2 separate regions of the Mus musculus genome follow, and region 1 is linked to region 2. Evidence: chromatin contacts called from public HiChIP or PLAC-seq data. All regions are on one chromosome and are shown on one strand. The core of a region is the stretch at or near the end of the contact, and the rest is flanking DNA. Distances in the headings are between cores, read along the strand shown. Region 1 has its middle 34 kb from the start of Gm4577. Region 2 holds the start of Cdsn (corneodesmosin).

The links. HiChIP or PLAC-seq counts read pairs in DNA pulled down with a chosen protein or histone mark.
Region 1: a contact with region 2 is called in an H3K27ac HiChIP or PLAC-seq map of the NIH/3T3 cell line, with 2.9 times the contacts expected there. The contact joins the enhancer-like site here to the promoter of Cdsn in region 2. A contact is called at or near these places in 7 of 39 promoter capture datasets (the 3T3-L1 cell line, the C10 cell line, cranial neural crest and 4 more), 1 of 15 datasets of contacts at CTCF or cohesin (the NIH/3T3 cell line), 3 of 484 Hi-C or Micro-C datasets (the N1E-115 cell line, embryonic fibroblasts and embryonic stem cells), 8 of 115 datasets of contacts at active chromatin or transcription factors (the NIH/3T3 cell line, T-cell acute lymphoblastic leukemia, acute myeloid leukemia and 4 more) and 3 of 9 other capture datasets (embryonic stem cells, embryonic trunk and liver).

Annotation. Positions count from the first base shown.
Region 1 is chr17:35,736,674-35,739,373 of GRCm38.p6, forward strand. No RefSeq gene overlaps it. Among named protein-coding and RNA genes, the nearest start is that of Gm4577, 34 kb to the left of the region's middle. Within about 2 kb of position 1,253, at least 69 of the 459 cell types and tissues checked have an H3K27ac peak or open chromatin away from gene starts, as enhancers often do. A contact at or near this core is called in the NIH/3T3 cell line, acute myeloid leukemia, memory CD8 T cells and 2 more, where this site is marked.
Region 2 is chr17:35,550,846-35,553,545 of GRCm38.p6, forward strand. Cdsn (corneodesmosin) reads left to right here and starts at 1,283. Exons shown (of 2, transcript NM_001008424.2): 1 at 1,283-1,440. The coding sequence starts at 1,356.

The DNA.
Region 1 (2,700 bases), core at 3-2,502, 190 kb after region 2:
ATCCGGAAACAGCAACACAGTTGCAGCATCCGCAGCGGCAGCTGGAAGCAGAGGATTGTGAAAGCGGCCAGGCATTAGAGGTTACAGCACAGAGCTGCAAGCCGCTGGCCCAAGGCTTTGGCGCCACAGGTTCTGGCATCTAGAGCCTGGAGCAATAGGCCCTGAGCCTTAGGCACCCAACAGCTGGGACTGCCAGTTCTGGAAGAGCTTACTGCCTACCAATAATTCCTAGCTCAGTAGAGCCCAAGGGCACCAGTCAGCTTACTGAAAAACAATTAAATAGCTTGTCTTTCATCTTCCTCCTGGGGGCTTTTTATACTTGAAGAGTGAGGGTTTGTTTTCAAATCAGTGAGCCTCACAGAAGGCTTGTAATTAAATTTTAAAAGCTTTAGGTGTTTAGAGAGATGGCTCAGAGGTTAAGAGCCTATGCTGTTCTTCCAGAGTATGCAAGGACAGTTCCCAGCACCCATGTCTGATGGCTCACAGTCACCTGTAACTCCAGCTTTAGGGGAACTGACACCTTCTTTAGGGCACGGGCCACAGCTCAAGTGTGGAAATCAGAGGACAATGTCAGGAGTCAATTCTCTCCTCCCACCACGTGGTTTTGGGGGACTGAACTCAGATTGTCAAGTTTGGTGGCAAGTGCCTTTTTTTGCTGTCCCCTCGTTGGCCCCTAACAATGTCTTGTAGCAATGGGTCCAGATTTGGTTAGCCAGGAATTTGCTGTATAGACCAGGCTGCCCTGTCTCTTTCTCCCAAGTGCTAGGGTCAAGGATGAATGTACGCTACCACCCCAGGCTCTCCAGCCCCATTAATTTTACTTTTAAACTATTTTTATTGTTTTAATTATGTGTATGCGACTGTGTGTATGTGTATGCATGTGAGTGCAGGTGCTTGTGGAGGCCAGAGACATCAAAGACCCCTAGAGCTGGAGTTATAGACGATTGTGAGGTGCTGGATACCAGCATGCTAGGAACCAAAGCCGAGTCCTCTGAAAGAGCAGTACATGCTCTTAATCACCGAGTCAGCTCTCCAATCCCCTCTTACTTTTTATTTTGAGAGAGAGTCTGCTGGACACAAATTAGCTCAAACTCAATAAGGCAATCGTGGCCTGCCAGCCTCTGGAGTCACTGGCATGCACCATAACACCCACCAAGGAAAGGGTTGCAAACTCAACCCTGTACTGGGATGGACTTGGATGGACAGAAAGCCACACTGAAATGCCAAGGCACTGAGAATACGCGCTGGAATGTGCTTCTCTGGCGGCCGTTAGCGATCTCAGTTTCTTTAGCTTTTTGTTTCTGAGCGGCCATCTCCTGCTCTTCTCTTCTTCTTGACTCAGTTCTGCCCTCTGGCGGCCATAATACGTTAGAACAGCACATTCGCTCTGCACTGGCCTAGGCAGGGCGGGGCCACAGAACATTAGGACCGCACATTCACTCTGCCCTGGCCTTTGCAATAGAGGGATGTCCTAAAGTGTTGTTTTAGAATCTCTTCCTTTCCTCGTCAGCATCAAGCACTCCCCACATCAGGAAGCGTTCAAGACATCAGCCATGCTCCTGTCTGGATCCCTGAATGAGAAAAGTAAGGTTTGGTCTTGGCATGAACAAAATTGGTTATGACAAAATTAAAGAAGGGGTTGGGTAGCGGTGTCTCATACCTTTAATCCCAGAGCTCTGGAGATGGAGGCAGGTGGTTCTCTGAGTTCGAGGATAGTCTGTTCTACACAGAGAAACCCTATCTCTAAAAATAAAAGAAGGAGCTGGGGTTATAGCATAGTTGGTATCTACCACTCATGGAGTTCTATACCCTAGCACTTTATAAACCAGACACAACAGTCCACACCTGCAGTCCCAGCACTCACGGGCTTGTAATCCCAGCATGCAGAGGCAGATCTAGAGTTTAAGGTCATCTACGCCATTGGTTCTCAACCTGAGGGCCATGACCCCTTTCACAGGGGTTGCCTAAGAAGATCAAAACCCCCAGATATTTACACTAAGATTTTAACAGTAGCAGAATTACGGTTATGAAGTAGCAATGATAATAATTTTATGGTTGGGAGGATCACTATCACATGAGGATCTGTAATACAGAGTCATAGCATTAGGAAGGTTTGAGAACAGCTAATCTAAGCAAGATCCTGGGCTACGTGAGACCCTGCTTTTCAAAAGAAAGGGACCTGAGGATGGCTTAGCACTTCAGAGTGCATGCTGACCTTTGAGAGAATCAGATCAGTTGCTAGCACTCACAGCGGCTGCTCACCACAGCCTATAACTCCAGCCCCAGGGGGTCCCATGGCCTCTTATGAGTCCTAGCACTGCCGGCACTAAGGTGTGTATTCCCCACACAGACAAACCGACACATCCATTGCTAAAACAGATGAGAGACTGAGCCCCCCCACACACAGAAAAGGGTGACCCCAGGAAAAAAATGTCTACAGCTGCTTTAAATGAGTGTCCAAACCAGAATTAACCAATGGTCACCAGTCACCACCAGCAGTCACTGAGGAATTGTGGAGAGGCTGGAGGCAACCTGAGGCTGGCAAGAGCAGAGCTCTGACTTTTTCCAAGGTCTACCCCTCCTTCAAGGTCCGAACGACAAACCAGCAAGGTTCACAATGGTGAACCAATGTGCTCTTTCACAGAGCACAGGTGTGGGTGCTCCTTCGCAATAAGCATCACCTGGGAAACCTTTACCCAT
Region 2 (2,700 bases), core at 33-2,532:
TTGAAGTGCTTTTGTCCTGTGTGGCACAGGGGAGAGCTGGGGTGTCAGACAATACTGACACAAGGCCACGTTTACTACCACATGGCTCAGAACGGGGCAGGGCAGGGAGAGAGGGAGGGACCAACCCAAGGTCTGGAGGGACAGAGATACCTTGTGAAGAGATGGACGTCTGGAAAGAAGGAGGGGCCGAGCAAGGGAAACTCGGGGCCCTTCCTCTGAAACTGATACTCCCACAATACTAGTGAGCAATTGGCTGGGGTGGGGCCTGCACTGCAGGAGGAGGGAAGGACATCAGGCCAGGGGAAACGATCTTCCTCTTAGTGGGTCCGGCTCTGTCCTTCTGTTCTCCAGGGACCCAGGAGCTGGTCTGGCTGTCCTTTATCCTACTCAGGCACAAGCCTCAGATGCTTTCCGTTTGCCCAGCTAGGCTGAGGAGGAGCAGGCTAATGAGCAGCCTGGCCACCACCTTCCCAATTAGCCTCATTGGCCTCTTGCTCATCCTCCTTAGTCTGGGTCACTACCATGGGATGGGGACTGTGAGTGGCCTGTGAGTCACCGAGGCTCAGCTATGACAGGGGTCCCAACCCAGACCTCTCCCTGGTCCAAGCTCTGGTACCTAATACTCCCGCTGACCCAGTAGCCCCCAGAAAAGAGCCCTCAGGTTTTCAGCGTATGGATGCCCAGTTTCTGAAAGGAAAAAAAGCCTTGCTTGGTAATGGGACAATTTAATAGGCCTGTGGCAGGCTGGTGTTTGGTGGCTTTAGGGGAGTCTGGAGTGGGGGGCTGGTCTTCAGATCTGAAGCAGGAGAAGGCCGAGGCATGGGATCCCAGGGAACCAAGCTGATAGGAGCTATAGTGTGAGCCCCGGTGGAGTTGTATTGTATAGTGGGCTGAGCAGGGGCAGGCAGGGTGCTTCTCAGGGGCCAGGAGGGAAAGCTGTGCTGTCCACTCTTCTTCGATGGAGGGACACTGGGAGCTTGGGCCTTGGGCAAGCCAGGGAGGGAAGAGCAGGGTGACTGGGTCCCTGGGCGAGAGTGGCCAGCTTCCAGGAGGTGGCCCGGGGGCAGAGCACCTGGTTCTGGGTTAGGCAATGGAGAGCTAAGGAAGGCCAGCTGGGGTAGGGGCTAGTGCCCAGTGGCTCCAGGTCCCCTGCACCGCAGTCACCTCTTCTGCTGAGTAGGCAGATGTGACACCGGATTGCCTCAGCTTCTCCTGCCACACCAACTTCCCTCAGGCAGCCTCCCCCTCCACCCCTCCTCCTCCCCACAGTGACTCCTGCCCAGAGAATGTCCAGCCCGGCATAAAGGTCCCGGTGCCCATGAGCTTCTGTCAGTCAGGAGGCCACGCTGTGCACAATGGGTTCCTCTCGGGCACCCCGGATGGGGAGTGTGGGAGGGCACGGGCTGATGGCATTGCTGATGGCCGGTCTTATTCTGCCAGGTAGGAGTCTGGGGCCTTGGGAGGGGGACAGTATGGGATACAGACCATGGGGCAGGGATGCTAGGGGGATCCAATGTCTGGAGCACAGGGTCCAGGAGAGGCCCTAACAAGGGCATAGGCAGGGGTCTAGACTCTGACCTTTCTATCTGGGACTACCCCTCATCTATGCTGGCTCCCTCTCTATGGTCACTGCAGGCAAATTCTTTTGTTCTTTGCTCCACAGTGGCTGAGCAGGTGGGTGTTCTGCAGCCAGGCCATCCTCCAAGCCATTCTGAGCTTGTTTCTGAAACCTAGAGAGGGGGTTAATATCATCTAGCTTCAGTTTCTGACGCAAATGATGCATGTGACACAGCCAAAGAAGTTCTAGGTGGCTATATATGACCACCTGAAGATACAGTCAGCCCATTTTACAGAAGTAACAATTGCTACCATTTTCAGAGCTCTCCTTTACACGCATTTTAGTTAGATCAACTTGCATGTATTTATTTATTTTCTTCTGTGTTTATTTTTTACTGAGGTTCTGGAAGTGAAGCCCCAGGCCTCATGCTTGCTAAGTGATCTAGGATCTTTGGTCCTTTTTGTTTTCTTTCTTTCTTTCTTTTCCTTTTTCTTTTCTTTCTTTCTTTTTCTTCTTTTTTTGACACAAGGTCTTGCTTTGTAGGCCAGCCTCGCCTCCAACTCAGCCTCCTGAGAGCTAGGATTGCAGGCATGTAGCACCCTTAGCCCAGAGCCTTTTAAATGGGACACTGTAGCTGGCACTCTAAATACATTAGCATTTTGAGATATGCATGGTAGATCCCTGGCTGTTTCCACTCTGCAGCTGAGGATCTGGAAGGAAACTGGCTTTAGATTGCATGTAGAGGCAGGGTATCCAGGAATCTGAGCCCAGGTTGGGTGGCTTGTGGCCTGTGTTAAGGTTAGAGGGACAGAGGCAAGGGAAGGGTTTGTTGTGAGGGTAAACCAGGGCCTGCCTGCTTTCCTTTCTTTCTTTTCTTCTCTTCTCCTCCTCCTCTTGTGTGTAGTTCTGATTATTCTGAAACTTTCTCTGTAGACCAGGCTGGCCTTGAACTCAGAGACCAGAGATCCAAGACTCTGCCTCTGAGTCCCAAGTGCTGGGATTAAAGGCTTGTGCTACCACTGTCCAGCATTCAGAGCTTTTCTTTTTGAGATGGGGTTGAGGAAGTGGCCGGTGGTAGCCGTCTGGCTGCTGGTGGACTGCTCTTGCATGAGTATTGATTATGAACTGCGCGATGTCTAGTT